3 separate regions of the Mus musculus genome follow, and regions 1 and 3 are each linked to region 2. The links are chromatin contacts, called in public HiChIP or PLAC-seq and promoter capture Hi-C maps. All regions are on one chromosome and are shown on one strand. The core of a region is the stretch at or near the end of the contact, and the rest is flanking DNA. Distances in the headings are between cores, read along the strand shown. Region 1 holds the start of Krt222 (keratin 222). Region 2 holds the start of Top2a (topoisomerase (DNA) II alpha). Region 3 has its middle 21 kb from the start of Gm32249.

The links. HiChIP or PLAC-seq counts read pairs in DNA pulled down with a chosen protein or histone mark. Capture Hi-C pulls out chosen DNA fragments and counts their contacts.
Region 1: a promoter capture Hi-C map of liver shows a contact between it and region 2. The contact joins the promoter of Krt222 here to the promoter of Top2a in region 2. A contact is called at or near these places in 16 of 39 promoter capture datasets (the 3T3-L1 cell line, 3T3-L1-derived adipocytes, the C10 cell line and 13 more), 1 of 15 datasets of contacts at CTCF or cohesin (large pre-B cells), 6 of 484 Hi-C or Micro-C datasets (CD8 T cells, the G1E-ER4 cell line, cerebral cortex and 2 more), 16 of 115 datasets of contacts at active chromatin or transcription factors (CD8 T cells, the SCID.adh cell line, T-cell acute lymphoblastic leukemia and 10 more) and 3 of 9 other capture datasets (adipose tissue, liver and pancreatic islet).
Region 3: a contact with region 2 is called in an H3K4me3 HiChIP or PLAC-seq map of bone marrow-derived macrophages, with 2.7 times the contacts expected there. The contact joins the enhancer-like site here to the promoter of Top2a in region 2. A contact is called at or near these places in 7 of 39 promoter capture datasets (the C10 cell line, cranial neural crest, frontonasal cranial neural crest and 4 more), 1 of 484 Hi-C or Micro-C datasets (CD4 T cells), 10 of 115 datasets of contacts at active chromatin or transcription factors (bone marrow-derived macrophages, craniofacial prominence, embryonic forebrain and 4 more) and 2 of 9 other capture datasets (adipose tissue and liver).

The regions. Positions count from the first base shown.
Region 1 is chr11:99,242,575-99,245,680 of GRCm38.p6, forward strand. Krt222 (keratin 222) reads right to left here and starts at 1,573. Exons shown (of 6, transcript NM_172946.3): 1 at 1,369-1,573. The coding sequence starts at 1,464. It overlaps Gm32385 (a long non-coding RNA gene), which reads left to right and starts at 1,321. Exons shown (of 4, transcript XR_389025.3): 1 at 1,321-1,408.
Region 2 is chr11:99,022,916-99,026,481 of GRCm38.p6, forward strand. Top2a (topoisomerase (DNA) II alpha) reads right to left here and starts at 1,274. Exons shown (of 36, transcript NM_011623.2): 1 at 1,131-1,274; 2 at 1-77. The coding sequence starts at 1,151.
Region 3 is chr11:99,187,568-99,191,112 of GRCm38.p6, forward strand. No RefSeq gene overlaps it. Among named protein-coding and RNA genes, the nearest start is that of Gm32249, 21 kb to the left of the region's middle. Within about 2 kb of position 1,679, at least 32 of the 459 cell types and tissues checked have an H3K27ac peak or open chromatin away from gene starts, as enhancers often do. A contact at or near this core is called in bone marrow-derived macrophages and microglia, where this site is marked.

The DNA.
Region 1 (3,106 bases), core at 323-2,822, 220 kb after region 2:
TACTTGGGAAAACACATTTCTCTCAAGAACTTTTATGTTACAAAACGTTTTGCTTTTTTTTTTTTTTTTTTAAATTCAAAGTCACTTCAAGCACTGGGACTTGTAAATTCAACTTATAAGTTTACTTTGCAAAATTTTTATTTGGTTTATGATTTTCAAAAGTTGTCCTCTCTTAATATTTTTCTCTATCACGTGGGAAGAGAACAAACTTCTCCTCCATCTAAGCCAAGAGCCCGGTGACCTTGTTTAATCCGTTGAACTGATCATTCTTTTTAAAAACCAAGACTATTACCCACAGGCAAAATTTATAATGATATTGCAATAAGTTACTAACGAAACAAAGTCCTGTGATTTTTTTTTTTAGCTATCATTTTTTTGTTGTTGTTTTGTTTTTGTTTTTTGGCCCTGTTCTTAAGTAAACTCTTTGCTGTGTCCAGGTGCTGGGAATACAATTTGAACCCGGGTATAAGAGGTAAGCTAATAAAACCGTCCTGAGTTTCTGAAACTTTGTTTCCCAAATATTTGCTTTTAAATTTATTTAAATTTGAGGCCTTAATTATTAAAGGCAGGTATTACTTTGAAACTGAGTAGACAGGATTTGAATTGAGCCTTGGTCTGAGTTGGCTCTGTTTCATTTATTTATTTTAAATATCTTGCAAGCTTTGTGTCGGAAGTAAACAGTTCTTCTACCCCCAAAGCAAAAATGGCTACTTTTAAGTGTAGAGTCTCTCACTACTCAGCTGGGGGGATTTTGATTGTCAGATCTGTATTCTTGGTTCTCAAAGCCACATTCACATGCTCAGTTGATTCTATTTATAACAGTCAGTATGAAACCAAGTGCTTGGGAAATATGATAGAAACCTTCTAGAAATATTTTTCTTGCTTTTTGTCTCCCCCCAGAGTGTGCAAGGCAAACAATCTTGACTATCAAGCTTGGAGTCTACAGATGTTATTTAAATTGCCTCTATAATTAACTCCATAATATCTTTGAAGAGTTGTTTGGAATGCTTCCTTCCTGAAAAAAAAAAAAAAAAAAAAAAAAAAAAAAAAAAAAAAAAACCCAAAGAGGTCAGAGAGCACCATTTTATTGCTTGTTGACTCCATGTTTTAGTAATGACGGTCACCTTACGATCTCTATAAAATCCCAATGCATCAATCAATATTTATTGAATGGTTATTCAACAGCACAGCCAAAGGGTTTTCTCCCTGCCTGCCACCCCAGACCCAGTGCAGGAACACCTACATCGCCTCCCCAGTAGATGCTGCGTGGAAAAGGAGATACTGTACCTCAGAGAGGCCGGGACAGGAATCGGGTAGACATGGACTGTCTCCTTATCCTGAAGGTGCCTGGCTGAATGAAATCATTACCTGGATCCGCGTCGACAACACCGTCTCTATCTGATTTCTGGTGAGGAGCTGTTCATAGTTTGCCCTGATCTCATTGAGGAGCTGGGACAGCTCCATTCTTTTCCCATCCTCCACCTTGGCTAACTGGACCTTAGCGATGGGATGAGCCGCTGCGGCAGAGCCTGCCCTGCCTGCGTCGCCAGAGCAGACAGCCCCGCAGAGCCTTAAAGAAGCAGAGATCCATTTCCCCCACCAGAAGCCGGGGGAAACTCCAGGGTTGCTAATTAATTATGCAAATGTTGAGAAACCCTTCCCGCCCATTGTTGTTGATACAGCAGAGACCTTCGGAGTCTCCAGGAAGAGAGGAAAATGACACCCACAGGGTCACTGCAAAGGTTTCCTATGCAAAGTGAATGCTTTGCCTGTGGGGGTGGGGTGCTCACAACCTTAAGCAAATTGTAGTTAGCCAGTCACAGTGGGCAGGCATATTATCTTAGCACTCAGGCAGAATGATCTTGAGTTCAAGGTCAGTCAGGACTTCGTAGTGAGACCCCTGATGGAGAACAAAACAACAGAAACAACGACACCCAAACAAACCACCTCCCAAACCCAAAATAAAACACGAAATTTATTTAGCTTTTCCAACATATTGCTTAGGAATTAAACTGGGGGGCTTTAGAAATGGCTCAGTGGTTAAGAGCACTGACTGCTCTTCCAGAGGTCCTGAGTTCAATTCCCAGCAACCACATGGTGGCTCACGACCATCTGTAATGGGATCAGATGCCCTCTTCTGGTGTATCTGGAGACAGCGACAGTGTACTCATATACATAAAATAAATAATTCTTTTAAAAAAATAATTATACTGGGCTCCAAATATGATAGTTTAAACTTTTCTTTATAGTATTTTAAAAAAAAATGTTTTGATTTTTTAACAAAATGCTAAAGGAGAGGGAAGGCAGAAGGAAACAAAGGGTTAAAGGAATACAGGTGACAAGAAGCAGGCAGGGACTGGTTCAGATGAGACAGGTAAGGTTGTGGGTGGTGGTGAAGGGCCATGGCGGAGGTGGATGCCTACAAACAGGACAATGTCCCATGGAAGGAAATGGTGAAATGGCTTCCCTGTGACTTTGTATGCTAACTTAAGAAAATTAATTTTAAAAACCCCGAATGCTACGGAAAGTCCTCTGAATGTGTTTGTACATGTCCAGCGTTCTGACAGCTACTCTACTCTCGAGTGAGGCAGATGACTGTCATGAGCCGTGGTTCTCAAACGGCCGGCCGTGGACGCCAGCCCAGGAGTAGAGTGTGAGGGATTGAGGTGGATTCCTGAAGTCACTCTTATTCCAGATGAGGCGAGGCTGGAGACGGGCACTGGAGCAGGGTGGGAGCCAGGAGTTAATTCTACCAGGCTTGTGAAATGGAGCCCTTCGGCCCCTGCAATGGGACCCCCACTGAGGGAGACTTTTGCTACTAGAGAGCAGGTAGAGAACACGTCACACTGAAGGGACTCACCCTCAGCTCTTCCAACAACGGTGTTCCACCCAATCTTTTCATTCTGGGACCTGTAAAGATGGAAGAACTGTGGTCAGAGGGGTCAAGTGTCCTACCCAAGGTGGTTCATTGAAATGACAGCATCACTGTCTTAGGGACTTTTGACTGTATGCTGAACGCTGTGCTTGCTTCTTCCTTCTCTTCTCCCGGGGATCTCCAGTCAAGATGGCAGCCTTGTTAGATGCGACTGAAATATTTTTGAGAATG
Region 2 (3,566 bases), core at 24-2,523:
TAGATTCTTTCAATAGACAATCTTTTCTTGCCATCTTCATTCTTCTTTTTGTTCATTAGCATATTTTCATTTACAGGCTAGCCATTAGGGGAATTAAAAATAAACTTAATTTTAGCCACAAGTTTATCAGAAGTGGTCAACAAAATATCTGCAACAATGATAAAGTCCATACACTCTATCACCATCTATCCCCTGCTTGTAGGTACTGGTAGAGTTTACATAGTTTTGAACGAACAAGTCAATTAAAATCCTTGTGATTAGGTTCTGTGGTTTGAGTATTCGTGATGCTGGGGATGGAACCCAAGGTCCCCCCACCCCCCCTTGCATGCACATGCTAGGCAAATGCTCTGACCACTGAGCAAAATTCCCAGACCATTTTTTTCACCCCCTGTTGCTGTTTTTGAGAGTCCCATTAAATAGCTTAAGGCATCCTCTTGCCTCAGTCTCTGGAGCAGCTGCCATTTCAGGCCTGCCCCACTAGGTCTGGCTACAGATGCCCGTTTAAATAGGTATTTTAGTTCTGCAAGTATGGACATTTCTGCCTTGAGTAATATTTTTTATGTCATCGATAAACTACACTCAACTTCTTCCATCTAATGGGAAAATATTTAGTGAGTGCCGACATAGGCTCGTGCCGATTACAGATGGTATCCACCCGTAGCAGTTGGGATGCTAGCAATGCAAACCCTTGGCTACATTCACATCCCGAAACTGGACTTTTTTTGAGCCACTCGGTCGGCCAGCTCCTCAATGGGAACTGCCATGCTCTGCACCTTCCGTGATGAGTTATTCAAATCACCCAGGGAAGGGAAGAGGGCCACTGAATTCGAGTATAAGCCGGCTGGAAGTCACACAGAAGCCATTAGACTACAGACCGATCGCAGGACTAGTTGAACCTGCTCCCACAAACAATAAAAACACAACACTCAAGAACCCAGATTAGATTATAGATATCATTTCGGAAAGAGCTTCACCCAGTCCACGACCCCTCAAGGCCCAGAAGATGGGGCTGACCGGATCCAGCCGGTCGCCGGCCAGCGCTCGGCCCTGGAACCTCAACTCTCGCCGTCAGCCATGAACGCAGAGGCCACGTAAAGGCTCTACTACCCGGCCCCATCCGCGAGCTGTACCTGCAGCGGTGACAACTCCATGGTGACGGTCCTGAAGAGGCTCGAGAATCCGGAAAGCGACAAAACCAGCGGGAAACGCTAGGCGACCCGCGACGCGCGACGCGGGACCTGGACGCTCCCCTCACAGACGCTTGTCGGTTAGGAGAGCTTCCCTAGTTTCATTTGAACCTTTATCTAGCCCGCCCAAATCAGAGGAACCAATCACCGACTCGCTCTCATTGGCTCTGTTTGCAGTAACCAATCGTAGATCGTCTTTTATTCGAACAAAAGACCGCCTTTTCGAATAAACCAATTAGGTAAAAGAAGGCGGGAGAATCTTCAAAATGGACCAATAGCAATTGTTGGTGGTACTGACAGAAAATCTGACCAATGAGGAAGGTCCATGTGCTCTGAGAGACACTCTGAAGAGAGGGAAGGCATTTTGGAAGTGCAAAGTGGTTGACTAAGCCGTCCTTCTGAATATAACTAGAAAACGGATGCTCATTCTTTATTTCAGATCTGTTGAGATTACAGAGTCTTAATCCTGCGATGAGTTTTCCTTTTTTTTTCCTGACCGAGGAAACAACGCCATCCCTCCCTCAAGGCTGGCCAAGGCAGCGGTTCTCAGCCTGTGGGTCGTGACTCTTGGGGGTCGCATATCAGATAGTTTACCTTACAACTCATAACAGCAGCAAAAAAATTACAGTTATGAAGTAGCAATGGAATAATTATGGTAGCAGGGCATCACAACATGAGACGCTATGTTGAAGGGTCGCAACCTTAGGAAGTTGAGAAGCGCTGAGTTAATGCTGGCAAAGTTCTGGCAAGTTCTTCTGCTTGCGGTCTTAGGCTGCCACACACGAAGAGTATAGAGATGCCAGCAAAATCGCGAGCAGCACTAACACTCCCTGTGGATCACCCCTGATACAAAGATTCATTCATGCTTCTTCAGTGGAGCTGAGAGGCCCTCATGAGACGGGAACTTCTCCCTCAGTCAGCTGCTGAGGGAATCTACAAGAGCTCTTTATATTTGCCCTCTATGCATAATGCAGTCTAGAGCACCGTTCAATTTGACATAAGAGGTGGGGGCTTGGTGGGTTCTCGATGGAGGAAGCTTCAATTTCCTGTGCTAAAAGTAAAAATGGTAGATATAAACTGGTTATGTGTGACGACACCACCCCTTTAATCCCAGCACTTGGGAGGCAGAAGCAGGTGGATCTTGGAGTTTATGGCCAGCCTGGTCTACAGAGCAGGTTCCAGAGCAGCCAGGGCTACACAGAGAAACCCTTTCTCTAACCCCACCACCACCCTCAAAAAAATCGCTATTATCAGCAAGGAATTTCTTAAATTTAAACATTTTTCCTTTCCAAAAGGCGCCCAAGATCAACCATTATTAAATAACTTCACGTGTCCAACAACAACCCTGCTGGCAAAGTGAAAGAGAAGGCCAATGAAGAAATGTGGCCTGGCTGGTGGGAAAACCAAAGGAGTAGAGTTTTAACCTTGTTCTGATCCTGTCTTCAGTGTTTTTAGCCTTGTCCTGTGTGTTAATAAAGGAGGGTGACTTCAATGCTTAGGGCCACTAGGGACTCAGCAATTAAGACCTTTTTTTTGGTGTTTTTTTTTTTGGGGGGGGGGAGGGGGCAGGTTGTTTCGAGACAGGGTTCCTCTGTGTAGTCCTGGCAGTCCTGGAACTCACTTTGTAGACCAGGCTGGCCTCGAACTCAGAAATCTGCCTGCCTCTGCCTCCTAAGTGCTGGATTAAAGGCGTGTGCCACCACTGCCCGGCCTAGGACTCCACTGCCCGGCCTAGGACTTCTGTCCAGTCAGAAGACTGACTAGGTTATGGGTGCCAGAACCAGTGTGTCACTCTCTGCGGCTTTCCTTGATGTTCAGAAGCCAGGCGTGCTACTGAAGGGAAGGCAGAGAGAGAGAGGTGGGGGGGGGGGGAGCAAGAGAGCAAGAGAATAAGAGTTAAGAGAGCAAGGGGGAGGAGGGGCAAGCAGCTCCTTTTATAGTGGGCTGGGCTACCTAGTTGTTGCCAGGTAACTGTGGGGGTGGAGTCCTGAGAGAATACCAGGAGCATGGGGCATTACCCACAGCGATGATGGCCACACAACTCTCTGCAGGAGGCTGTGGGGGGGTTTGCAGCTGCGACAGGAGCCAGGGACTCAGGACGTGTGGCCAAACTACCCTCCCATGAAGGCGGAAGTCACTGTCCACCAGGTCTCTGCTCCAGGGGTTCCAGGCCTGAGCTCCAGGAACTTGCTCTGTAAATCTGGTTGGCCTTGAACTCAAGATCAGCCAGAACTCAGATCTGCCTTGAACTCAGATCCCCTGTCTTTGTCTCCCAAGTGCTGGCTTAGTGTTAGATATTAAACCTAGCGTTTTCTCTGACCCTCCCCTTCTTCTCTTTCGCACACACAGCTTCCCTCACGCCCCCCCCCCTCCCGTTAT
Region 3 (3,545 bases), core at 429-2,928, 170 kb after region 2:
TCAACCCCCATCTCAGTGCTCAAGGCTTCTCCCCAGGGAAGGCAGCCCTTGACAGAGAAGGACAGGTTAACCTAAAGGAAAGAGACTAGCGGTGGAACACAGAACATGTAATAGCTTCATCTACTTGGAAACAAGGCTCTGGGGTCAGAGGTTATCATCTTCAAAGGTCACCATTCCCCTCCACTCCCCCATCATTCACCCCACTGTGTACCAACAGAGACAGAAGTCGCCGGCACAAACCTGTGTAGAATCTTTCCGGTCTCACCCTAAAAACTAACCCTCCTCCCAACCCTGCAGGCTTGGTTGATTTCTATAATGTCATAGCCCATTTACAAAGCGTTCTGTGTGCTCCCCAGGCCAACAAACTGGTCTATCATTCCCAAGGGCCTTGGTTAAGGGTCCCCTGAGTCTAAAATCCTGGCCCCGTGAGACTTTATCTCTCCAGACCCTCAGGTGGAGTTCGCCTCCCTACCTCTTCTTTTACCCCCGTGTCTTCCCGAGCACAGAAGAGCAGACAGGCTGTCAGGCAGGATTTGCCTTCCGTTGTATGCAAGTCAGGATTTGCTATCAGTGTTGCAGAGCCAGGGAAAGGGGAAAGCTCTGAGCAGCAGGAGCCTTGGGCCCAGCTCCGAGGAGAATCGTGAAGACCGAAGAAAGAAATGAGAAACCTTGGGTGGCTCTCACCTGTGTGGTCCTGTGAGGCAGAGAAGGCAGGAGGAGGATGACTGTCCCTCGGAGGGATGGCTGGCGGAGAGTTCTTAGAACTGGGCCCTTCTCTCTTAGAAAACAGAGAGAAGGAGATGGGACAGGGCTAAGCTGGAACAAGAGGGGAGAAGTGGAGGGGAGGAGACTGGGAAGAGCTCTGGTTCTCAGCCCAGACTGAATCCCACCCTTGGAGCAGTCATCCTGCCCAGGGGTCCAGGGCTTGTCTTTGAGCGTGAGTGGGAAGGGACCCTGGGCAGTATGCTTTTCTTTAGCCCCGAAAGAATGACAAATGGCCCCTGCACTTGATCTTTGTCCAGCAGAACGTCTGGCACCTCTTCTAACCACTGTGACCTCCTGCTCCTCTTCCAGTCCTGAGACTCCAAACCCTAACCAAGCCCAAGCCCAAGCCCAAAGGAAGTAAGAGAAAGCCACCATGATGTGTCCTTCCCAGCCAGTCTCATCTACAATCCATGTCACATACCCTTATTCTCAATACAACTAGGCCACAGAACAGTCTTTCCCAAACACTGACACTGGAATGTATAAAAACACACTTTTATATGATTTATCCCTACCCCCCACTCCACCCAGGCCTCCGGGCTTTCAAAGTTGTTCTGACTCCGAATCAATCTTTTCCAGTGCAAAGCAGAGGGCACTGGACTGGGAGAGGCTACCCTGGGAGCTGGCCCTGGTGCTCCAGTGTGCAACTCGGAGGTCCTGTAGCCACCTGGGTCCTGTCCTATGCTCAAATTGCTCTTCCACTTGACAAAGCACGGGGACCATATCACACTGGACCTCATCTGAGCCAAGTAAGGCTCTTGGCAGATACTGAATAATGTTGAATGAGTGAAAGACCAATGATTAACGGCCCAAAGGAAACTTAAAGTTACCAGCCTCTCTGCCCAGCCTGGGCTGCCACGGCTGACACAGCGTTCTGTCCCACTGACTGAGTCAGAAAGTTCCCATTTTCATTCTCTGTTCTCATTTCAACCGTAAAGATGAAGGTAGGGTCGCACGGGTCCCTGTCCGATCCCTGTATATAGCTTAGGTTCAGCTTTATTTAGCGAGATGACCAACTTGTTTCAGTTAGCCCAGGGACTTTCCCACAGTTGTGGTAAAATGCCCTTCCTCAATCTCAAACTGAGCGGAGTCAGATTTTGTCCGAGGTCCCTGCGGCCAGTTCTTGCCAAGCTCCTGTAGAGGGCGCTAGAGGCCAAGCAGAAGAGGCGGCTCCTAACCTGCCACTTCAGGTGGTTTGTAACAGCGCATCACAGGCGCTATCAGCCCTGGGATTATTGCTTCTCCCCTTAACCTTCCCATCAGGAAGTGCTGTCAGAGAAAGGATGCTTGGGTGAGATGCAGTCCCTATGCTTGTAAACTTCTCTGGTCCCGCTCCCCCTTGGCTCTTCTCTTCCTTCTTTTTTTGAGACTGGGTCTCACAGTGTGGCCCATGCTGGCCTGAAACTCATGTAGCCCGCCAGACTGGCTTCAAATTCACAGCAATCTTCCAACGTCAACTTCCAAGTGCTGAAGTCGTTCAGTGTGAGCCTCCAGGCCAGGCTTACTCTCCTTTCTTGATCCTAGTGCAGTAAAATGCTTGTAAATAAGTTGGCTTGTTGCAGGCTACCAGACTTCCAAACGGTCCTGTGCTAACTATCCGGCATTTCAGCTGCACTGACCTAGAACAACTCAGACCAGGAGTGGAAAAGTTGATTTTGTAAGCAAGGGACTCTCCCTCACCCAACTTTAACCCTTTTGAGTTCTTGCCTGGATTTCTGTAACAAAAGACAGATTAACAAGAAAAAAAAATCATGCAAAAAATGTAAACGTTTTATGGAACAGTAGAACCTTATAGAGAATGAAGACTGTATGCAAGGGGGGTGCAGTAAAGAAACTGCTCGCGTGGGCCACTCCATTAAATGTTTTGGTTGTGAATAAGGGAGGGAAATTATCCAGAGGCATCTGGAATTGTCCAGAGAAGAGAGAAAGAGAAACGGTTTGGATATGGCCAGGGCTCGAGAGCAGAGGATGAGGAATAGAGAGATGGAGGAGCAGGAGAGGGAGGTTGGGGACAACATTGCCATTATGCCATTACGTGGAGAGTGAGTGGGTATCTGGGAGATAGGAAGCCTGGGGAGGTGAGGAGAGACAGTAAGCCATTAGGAAGGCTTTGAGGTGTCTAACAAGTACTAGTGAGTAGTAGAGACTGAGGGAGCCTGGAGGCAGGATGGGCTTTGATGTGCTGATAAGTGCTATAGGTGTTCTTATCAATGGAGAGTCATTTCCCTTCTGCTGGAGGCAAGGCAATGATTGAGGACTGCTGGCCTCTACCAACCTGCCAGAAATCCTTCTGTTGTCCGGCTTGAGCTTCTTTCTTGACACCCGGGATGAGAGACCTAACAAAGACCCTAGGAAACAGGTGTGCAGGTGTGTGTGTGTGTGTGTGTGTGTGTGTGTGTGATAGGTTAGTGGCAGTGCAAAGTCTTCCACACCCCACAGGACAGGGTGAGGGTGGGTACTGGGGGAAACTGAGGGCAGGAGAAGCAAAGCTGGTATATTGGGGAGGCGGCAGGCTAGTTTAACCCATTCCCCATGTCTCTCTTGGGAACAAGGATGGTCTCTTCCAAAGTCATAGGGAGGACTCCTCTCGGTGCTGTCTTGAGACTTAGTTCAAGAGGAATGCAGAGAGACCATTTTTCAAATTTGATCTACTAAAATATTCAGTATTTGGGGGACATCACGTTTTTAATTTTTTTTTAAAACCTCTTGTGGAGCACCGCCAACTCCACCTGCATGTGGTAACACTGACCACTTGGTGAAACTGCCTATGCCTTGCCTGT